Linked DNA regions of Mus musculus: region 2 is linked to region 1. The links are chromatin contacts, called in public HiChIP or PLAC-seq maps. All regions are on one chromosome and are shown on one strand. Each heading gives the region's core, a stretch centred on a gene start, on an enhancer-like site or on the middle of the called end of the contact. The rest is flanking DNA. Distances are from core to core; before and after follow the strand shown.

The links. HiChIP or PLAC-seq counts read pairs in DNA pulled down with a chosen protein or histone mark.
Region 2: a contact with region 1 is called in an H3K4me3 HiChIP or PLAC-seq map of the SCID.adh cell line, with 25 read pairs. The contact joins the enhancer-like site here to the promoter of Zfp280d in region 1. A contact is called at or near these places in 1 of 39 promoter capture datasets (HPC-7-derived erythroid cells), 1 of 15 datasets of contacts at CTCF or cohesin (the NIH/3T3 cell line), 1 of 484 Hi-C or Micro-C datasets (nephron progenitors), 12 of 115 datasets of contacts at active chromatin or transcription factors (the 230-238 cell line, the SCID.adh cell line, bone marrow-derived macrophages and 7 more) and 4 of 9 other capture datasets (adipose tissue, liver, macrophages and 1 more).

The regions. Positions count from the first base shown.
Region 1 is chr9:72,273,587-72,277,646 of GRCm38.p6, forward strand. It overlaps Zfp280d (zinc finger protein 280D), which reads left to right and starts at 1,302. Exons shown (of 22, transcript NM_146224.5): 1 at 1,302-1,443.
Region 2 is chr9:72,383,616-72,387,985 of GRCm38.p6, forward strand. No RefSeq gene overlaps it. Among named protein-coding and RNA genes, the nearest start is that of Gm27230, 4.6 kb to the right of the region's middle. Within about 2 kb of position 1,341, at least 8 of the 459 cell types and tissues checked have an H3K27ac peak or open chromatin away from gene starts, as enhancers often do. A contact at or near this core is called in the SCID.adh cell line and double positive thymocytes, where this site is marked.

The DNA of each region.
Region 1 (4,060 bases), core at 52-2,551:
AATAACCCCCCTTTCTATGCACATGGATTCATTCTCTAAGTTCAGTTAGAAAACTAATAATATAGGTACCTAACACTGAGATGGTGACTGAATTGCTAACCTCTCACCTGACCACCTGGTGTCTCTTTCAAGGAAGTGATAGGCAGACAAATCCTAAATTCACAATACTGGGCTTAGCCCACCTGCAGTGTCCTCCTTCTGTCTTTCTAATGGATCTTGCTCCTCTCTGGCTTCTAGCCCCCTGTGGTCCTGTTCTGCAGCCCTAGCTCCACTGGCCTCCTATTGGGTTCCCAGATCCCTTCCCTTAGTATCTGCAACTCACTTTATATATGTATCAGCTTTCTGCTTTTGTCCTCTGAAATCTGCTGGTCTCTTTAAACCTTTTGTACCCATTCTCTAAGTATGAAATGTATTGAGCTAGTAATTAAGACTGGAATAAAAGAAGCTTTGATCGCCGAGAGCCTGGTATCTATAGACACTGAGGCTATTTGATAGAAGGTAGCTCATAGTATTTGAGTTTATGTGTATCTGTGTTTTTTTGTCTGTATATATGCCTGTGTGCCACTTTAGTGTCTGGTGCCTACCGAGGCCAGAAGAGGGCATCAGATCCCCTGAACTGTAGTTGTGTGCCACCATGGGGTGCTGCGAACCAAATTAGGGCACTCTAGAAAAGCAACATGGGCTCTTACTCATTTTACATCTCTCCAGCCCTCGTTTTATTGCCTCTTTCTTTCTTCCTTCCTTCCTTTCTTTTTTTTTTTTTTAACAAAATCTGACATCGTTCAAACACACAAATGTCCATCTACATTTCGGACATAACATGGTGTCTGTTTCCTTACAGATCCGACTTACGATGAAGTATTCTTATAAATACATCGGCCATTTTTTTCCACCTCCAATTACGGATTACTATTCATACAATAGGAGTGAAAAAGATACCCAAACAAAAACGTACTTTCCAAAAACAACGTGGTACTATCCTGGAAACTCATCTCCTTTTCCTCTCACACCCTTCCCCATGCCCTTTAACCCTCGCACACGGAGAAGGATGGAACTCACTGCTGAGTGCCTACAAATTCTAGGCCTGAGGCGGCCATGAGCGCCACGGCCTAGCTCAGCCCGGTCCCCGCGTGTCCTCGCCGGCTGCTAGGGCCCGGCCGGCCCGGGCCTTCGAGGTCCGCAGCACGGCGCATATGGCCGCGCTCGCCTCCCGCGTTGGCGGGAAGACTGGGAGCGCGGACGCGCGAGGCCAACCCGGAGCCTACCCATGAGGCACTGCGCCCTGGCTCGCGACAGCCCCCTCCCCCCTCACGGCGCCCAGCAGCCCCGCTCCGCGATGGGAGCCGGAGCGGCCTCGGCGTACACAGCCCGCGCTCCTCCCTCGCCTCCTCCTCTTTCTCCTCCTCCTCAGGGCTCCAGTCAGGCCGAGCCGCTCCGCTCACGGTAAGCGTCCCCCGCCCCGCGCGGCCGCCCGCCCGCCCGCCCGCGAAGGCCCTCCCGCGCGGCCGCGCCGCCGCACTCCGGGGGCGCAGGGTGGGGGTCTCGGGCCGCGGCGCGTCGGCGAGAGCGCCCGGGCCGGGCAGGGCAGGGGCCGGCTGCGCATGGGGCCGGGCCCGCCATCTTGCCGGGCCTGGCGCGGGAGGGTTCCCGGCGCGACGAGGCGAGGCGGCCGGCGGCGCGGCGGCCCACAGTACAGGGCCGCCCAGCCGTCGCCTCGCCTCGTCGCCTCGCCACCGCGCAGATCCTCCCATCGCTTTCTCAGCCCGGCTGTGCTCTCGGGGGACGACTCCCCTCGGTCCTTTGTACCTTGTCCGCGGGTGTGTGTGTGTGTGTGTGTGTGTGTGTGTGTGTGTGTGGCGGAGACCCGAGCTCACAACCCAACCCACTCGACTCTTCACGCAAGAGCAGAACCCCACTGGCGTTCGCCATAACAGCCACAGAGGCCTTACCTTGTGCTAGACGACCGCTCCTATCTAGCCACCTTTCTTGTCAAAGGAATGTCCCCACTCTGCCATAGCCCCGCTATTGTCTACCAGAGGAGGGCTTTGAGGAGAACCGAGCCTGACAGATTTTCCAGCTGTGCGTTGCAGGTTTCACTTAATAAACCACAAACGAGTGGTCGCGCTGAGGTTTTAGCCTGCGCAAGAAGATGGTGTTTTCACGACCAACCTGCATTTGTAACCCGTTAGGAAAGAAATATGCTAGGAAAAAAATGGACGTTAACCTGCTGCGAGCATGGAGACTTTTGGCTTCACGAAGAAAAAAAATTTTTTTTTTAAATAGTCCGCCATACTTAAACATTTGGCTTTATTTTCAAGTTTGGACTGAATCATCTAAATACTTGGACGTCTTTTAGTGCCCTTAACCATAAATTCACACGATGGAAGTAAGAGTTTGAAGGTACAAAACCCTTCCCTTGGCATCTGTGTGCTATCTTGTTTTGAGAGATGACTGTACCAACTCAAGTTGTTTGGATGTAACTGATAGGGTGAAGGGACCGGGTTGGAGGACCTTGTGCTTTTTGATGGTCCACCATCTGCACTAAAGCCATCCTTGAGTTTGAGTGGTTGTATCTGTCATTGGTGTCAATGTTTACCTTGGGCTACTTTCGGAGACGTTTTTGTTGGCAGAGCAGTTTTGAAGGTCAGCCTCAGAAATGACGATGAGAACGCTTGGCTACCGGGGCCATTACGGAACCTTAAGTTTTAGGACTCCTCATTCAGCTCACCTCAGTATTTTATGTCCCATTTTCACTGCAGTGAGGTTCCTGAGAATAGGTGAGGAGGCACAGGCCTCCACATTTGAGAAACTCCGTTTGCCATTAGACTCTAATTTCTGGATCATTTGTTATCTTTAGATGTTATTAGTGGTCATGTTCTTTCCAAGCACACTGGGGAGTTGAATATAGCATGTTCAGATGCCTACCACCTAGTGTGAATATTTGTAAACATTTTGTCACATTTGCTTTGTCTCAGTCTGCTGAATATGTGAATGATTGCTAAAGACGTTACAGTTCACCCCTAAGTACTGGATATGTATATCAATAAAGAAAAGATAAAGGCCACTTTCTCTATACTACCGTAACAGAATACCATGGTCACACCCAAGAAAAATATTTGCTAAAATGCATTTAGTACATAAAGTTAGGGCTAAAAAACTTGAATACATTCAGGCTTAATTATTTTTTTACAATATTTCATAAATCATCTGGAACACTTCATATTATAAAAAGTGGGGAGACAGTATATGATTAGTAATTCTAGCTTTAGTCTCAGTTAAAATGTTGACTATTGAAACTGTTCCTTTTGCAATTAGCATGTAGTCTGGCATAGTTTTAGTGCTTAGTATGAATTCACCTTCATCTCTGGTAAAATAGAATCCATTCTAGGAATGACTGGAGTTAGGAAGAAAAGGAGCAGTTTTGGAGACTAGAATATGCTCAGTTTAATCAATTTGTAATTGGCCAGTCTGGTGGGGCATGTTTTTAATCCCAACACTCTGGGAGGCTGAGGCAAGTGGATCCTCCTATGTAGACTAAGCCAGCAGGGTGGTATAGTGAAACCTTGTCTCAAACAAAAGCAACAAAAACCTTTGGAATTGTCTATCCCTTGGTAAGGCCTGGAGAACAGTTGGAAACTTGGAAAACCTGCCTTTGAAAATTTGGACTTTTGTAGCAGTAGTGAGCCATAAGGTAGTTGAATTGTAAATCTCAATATCTCACAGGTTTAAGCCTATTATGTCATTCCTTCAGTGTTTTTCTTCTCAACATTATATTTGTAGAAAAAAAGAGTAAAAGAATAACACCTGTTTTATTTACTAGATAATTTATAACTATACAAATAACTTTTCAATGTAAATTGAAGCAATTGCTTTTTTACATTAAAACAGTTTTAGGGGGCTGGAGAGATGGCTCAGTGGTTAAGAGCACTACCTTCTCTTCCAGAGGACCTGGGTTCAATTCCAGCACCCACATGGCAGCTCACACCTGTCTGTAACTCCAGTTCCAGAGGATCTGATGCCCTCATACAGACAAACATGCAGGCAAGACACCAATGTACAT
Region 2 (4,370 bases), core at 91-2,590, 110 kb after region 1:
TCAAGAGTAAGAGACAGCTAAAAGAGCCCTGTGAGAACATCCGATGCTCCGGTTTCTCTTCGGATTGTATAACTTTCCTCTCTCACTAAAAACTTCCGTCTTGAGTTTTAATTCGTGTTCTTCAATCTTTGCAATAGCATGGCTAGTAGCACTGGAGAGACAATTCACCCAAGTCACCCTGGTAGCCGATACTCCAGCCCCAAAGATGTCTAACTAACACCGATGGCTTCCAAGGGCTACAGACAAACGCATGTACATAATTAAAAGGAAAGTAAATCTCGGGGCTGAGGTGATGGTTCCGTGGTTAAGAGCACTGGCTGCTCTTCTGGAGGACTTGTGTTCAGCACTCACACGGTGGGGTGGCTCCCAACTATTTGTAACTCGAGTTCTAGAGGATCCTATGCCCTCTTCTGGCCTGTGTAAATGCCTGCATACCCAGGGTGTGCAAGCATTCACTCAGGCACAAACACATAAGTCTTAAAGAAGGAAATATGGGAAGTAACAGATATTTTAAATGTAAAAATGGCATGAATAAAATAAACATTTCTTCAATATGTAGTTTAAAGTATAAAATTTTTTAAACGACTTTTTAATATTTTTTTGGTAACCCATAAGCTTAATAAAGATTTACTTAATAGTAATGATTGTTGGTGGGATTTAGACACCAGTGTCTTTATCCCATTAAGTGCTAATCTGAGTTCAACAAAGTTTCAGAATATCAACAAATTAGCTATTACTATACTCCAAAAAAGGACATACAAACACCAAATTTTAAAAATAAAGTTTTATTTACAAATACACTTAGGTAGAATCCCAACAAGGCATATATAGGACTTAGGGGCTGAAAACTAGGAAGTGCAGACACACCAAGAGTCAGGCTGCAGGTCCTGACTTGAAGCGGTAACCCAGTCCATCCATCCTCCTTGGATTTGTACGCAGGTATACCTGGTTCTTATCAACAGTTCAGCAAGATGTGTTTTAGAAGCAGGTTAGATTCTTCAGAAATTATTAGGGAAAGAGAAGCTGAACTAGTGAAAACAATCAAGACTTCATGACATCAGAAAGGAGAGCCAGATATATTCACAGAAATATATTCATCGAGGTGCTGACTAACGTGCAAAGCCAATCTCAATGAACGTGATGTTGTCCCTTTCAATAGCGATGGAACGAATGGGCACCCAAGGTGTAAGCAATGAGTCTCAGCCTCAGATTCACAATTTAATGCAAATTAAGTCAGAATGGATACACCGCTAAAAGTTTACAGTCTCCGGCGCAGCTCATGAAGCCACAGCCCTATCATATCCATCTAAAGAACCGCTTCATCCAGGAGGCACGCGCGTGGATGACAAGAAGCACATGGCACTGGGCTCAGCACCACCCATCGCTAGTGAACTGTAAATTCCAACCACAATAAAGCATCCCAGCTAAAAATGCAGTGGCAACCAGAACCTGAGTCCTCCTGCTCCGAGTGGGAAGTAGTGCGGTGGGAGGTATCAGGGCAGACCCCTCTGGAAAACGGCTTGGCAGTGTCTCGATAAAAGGAACATGCCTAAAGCCTCAACTCGGTGATTGTAGTCCTGGTCATTTACCCCAGAGTAATGAAGAATTGTGTTCCTTCTGTGTTCATATCACAACCTCACTGCTGTCTATGAATAAACGGCAGAGCCTTGCCAGAGAGTCCCAGCGTTACCGCTGCGATCTATGAATGAGCACGAGGGCTTGGTGGAGACTCCCAGGCTTGCTGACCTCAGCATCAGTGAAGTCCAAAGGGCTGGGACATCAGTAAGAACGTCCTCGCCAACTTCCTGGGGCCAACTGGGAATAACACTGAGGGTTACACAGCTACTTGACCTAACCTGTGTGATGTCTGTCCACGTGACCTTTCGTAACGGTATGATTATGCAGCAGCCTTTTCCAACGAAGTTCCAATATGATATAAGAAAAATGACCAAGCTACACAGTTCTCTTCTGTCAGTTTGCATAAGGCTAAATAGTTGTCTTTGCCAGGAATTAATATTCAGGATGAGAATGAACTGCTTTCATTGGGAAAGAGAAGGATGGGGCTTCTCTGGCTCGCTTCCTTCTCTGCGGATCTTGTCTTACTTTATTTTGCTCTGGTATTGTTTATTTTGAACCACACATTAAACTCAAACAAATGGTAAAATAGATTATTTGTATTTAAACTATCCCTAAAACAGAATGTCAGTCTATAGGAAAGATTAAACTCAGGGCTGATGACTTAGCTCAGTACCTAGTGTTTGTGTAGTCTGTAGGTTCAATCCAAGCATCAAACAGGAAGTGCAGGACTACACCTGCCATCTCAGCGCGGGGGAAGGCGAGTCAGGAGGATCAAAGCTTAAGCTCACCTCCTTCTAGGCCAGCCCCCATCCGCGGCCCAGGGTTGGTTGGTTTCTTTCTGTTGATGCTGTTTCAGGTTTTCTTTTCTCAAGCAGTTATGGTTGACATCGTAATAAAGAAATGTTACCCCCACCACCACCACTCCCGAAGAACCTTAATTTTCCTTCTTCTCTGAAAGAACCCTAGGGAATCTAATAAAAGCAAAATAAAAATATGAGCAAGAAGCATGGTTAGCAAGGCTATAGTATCAAGATCTAACAATTTTTCCATATGGGCTGCATGTATGAGAGGCACACGTGTGTGCCCAGCAAGCCCGAGCAGGTCAGAGGGCAACATGGGAGGAACTGGTTCCTTCTTCTCACCACGTGGGTCTCATGGCTCAAATTCAAGTCTTCAGACTCTGTGGCACAAGCTTCAGCCAACCCAGACATCTCTCTGCCCCTACTTTTATTTTTTTAACCTATTAATTTATTTTCCCAATGTAACAATTTAATAATGCAATTTAAAAAATTCTTTTCAAAAAAAATTCTTTCCATTCACAATAGCATTTAAAGACTAAAATTCTTAGGAATCATGAAGAGTGAGATCTTCATGTTGAAAACTTTAAACCCCTGTCAGGGAAAATTAGCGAGTTATACCAATGGAGCCCTAACCCACACTATGAATGGGAGGCGTTAGTTGTGTTCAGATGGCAATACTCCCCAAATTAAAAACAAGAGTCAACAAAGTTCCCGTAAAGATTCCAGCAGAATATTTTGTAGTCATTGGCAAACTGATTTTAAAATTTAGAAGAAAATGAAAAGCACTTAAAATAGCAAACAAGCCTGTAAACAAAAAAATAAGTAAATTAAAAATACAATGTTACAAAGAAGAGCAAAGCAGAGGCCTCATACTACCTGATATTTTGACTTACTACAAAAGTTCAGAAATCAATGCAATGGAGAATTGGTATAGATGATATTGAGACCAGTGTAAAGGAAGAGACAGCTCAGAAATAGACGTGAGTATCTCTCATTGGTTATTTTTGAGCACCATTATAAAACAATTCTCTGGGCAAAGGTGGTCCTCCTTCATTAAGAGATGGAACTGTTTATGTATCTGTCTGTCTGCATTCATCGGCCTCTTTCCCAGGCTAAAGAACATGAGCTCTTACCTCACACCACACACAAAATCACCTCAAAGGAGTCAGAGGCCTGCATGCAAAACTAAAGCTGTGGACTTCAAGAAGGGAGCACAGACAGGTTCTTGCAACTTTTGAGTTAGGCAAAGGCTTATCAGGTAGACAGCTAAAGCACAGATCATTTTTAAACTGATCACACGGTAGTCCCAGCACTTGGGAGGCAGAGGCAGGTGGATTTGTGAGTTCGAGGCCAGCCTGGTCTACAGAGTGAGTTCCAGGACAGCCAGGGCTACACATAGAAACCCTGTCTCAAAAGACCAAAAAATAAGAAAAAAGAAAAAAAATGACCACATGGGCCATATTTTAGACTTTTTCTCTTTAAAAAACACTATTGAAGAAACAAAAAGTGGCTCAGCAGTGGTGGCACAAACCTTTAGTCCCAGCACTTGGGAGGCAGGAGGATCTTTAGTTTAAGGCTAGCCTGGTCTACTGAGCTAGTTTCAGGATAGCCAGGACTACACAGAAAAACTTTGTCACAAAAAACAAACAAATAGACAAACAAACAAATAAACAAAAAAGCAAACAAAATTCCACCCACAAACTGGGCAAAATATTTCTAAGTAATACATTTAAGACAGACAAAATTTTATAACTCAATAGCAGAATGTAACATGAACATATTTATTTTTTTAAAATGTAAGCAAAGAAGATATGTAAATGGATTCTAAGTGCATGAAAAATGTTCAAGATGCCCTGTTTTGTTGAGATAAGAAATACCTTAGACATCATCACCTCATCCATATGGGGAAAAAAATCTAGACAAACTGAAAACCAGCAGCTCTTTTAATTATTGATTTCTGTGTTTATTTTTTGTATGTTTTGAACTGCTGTG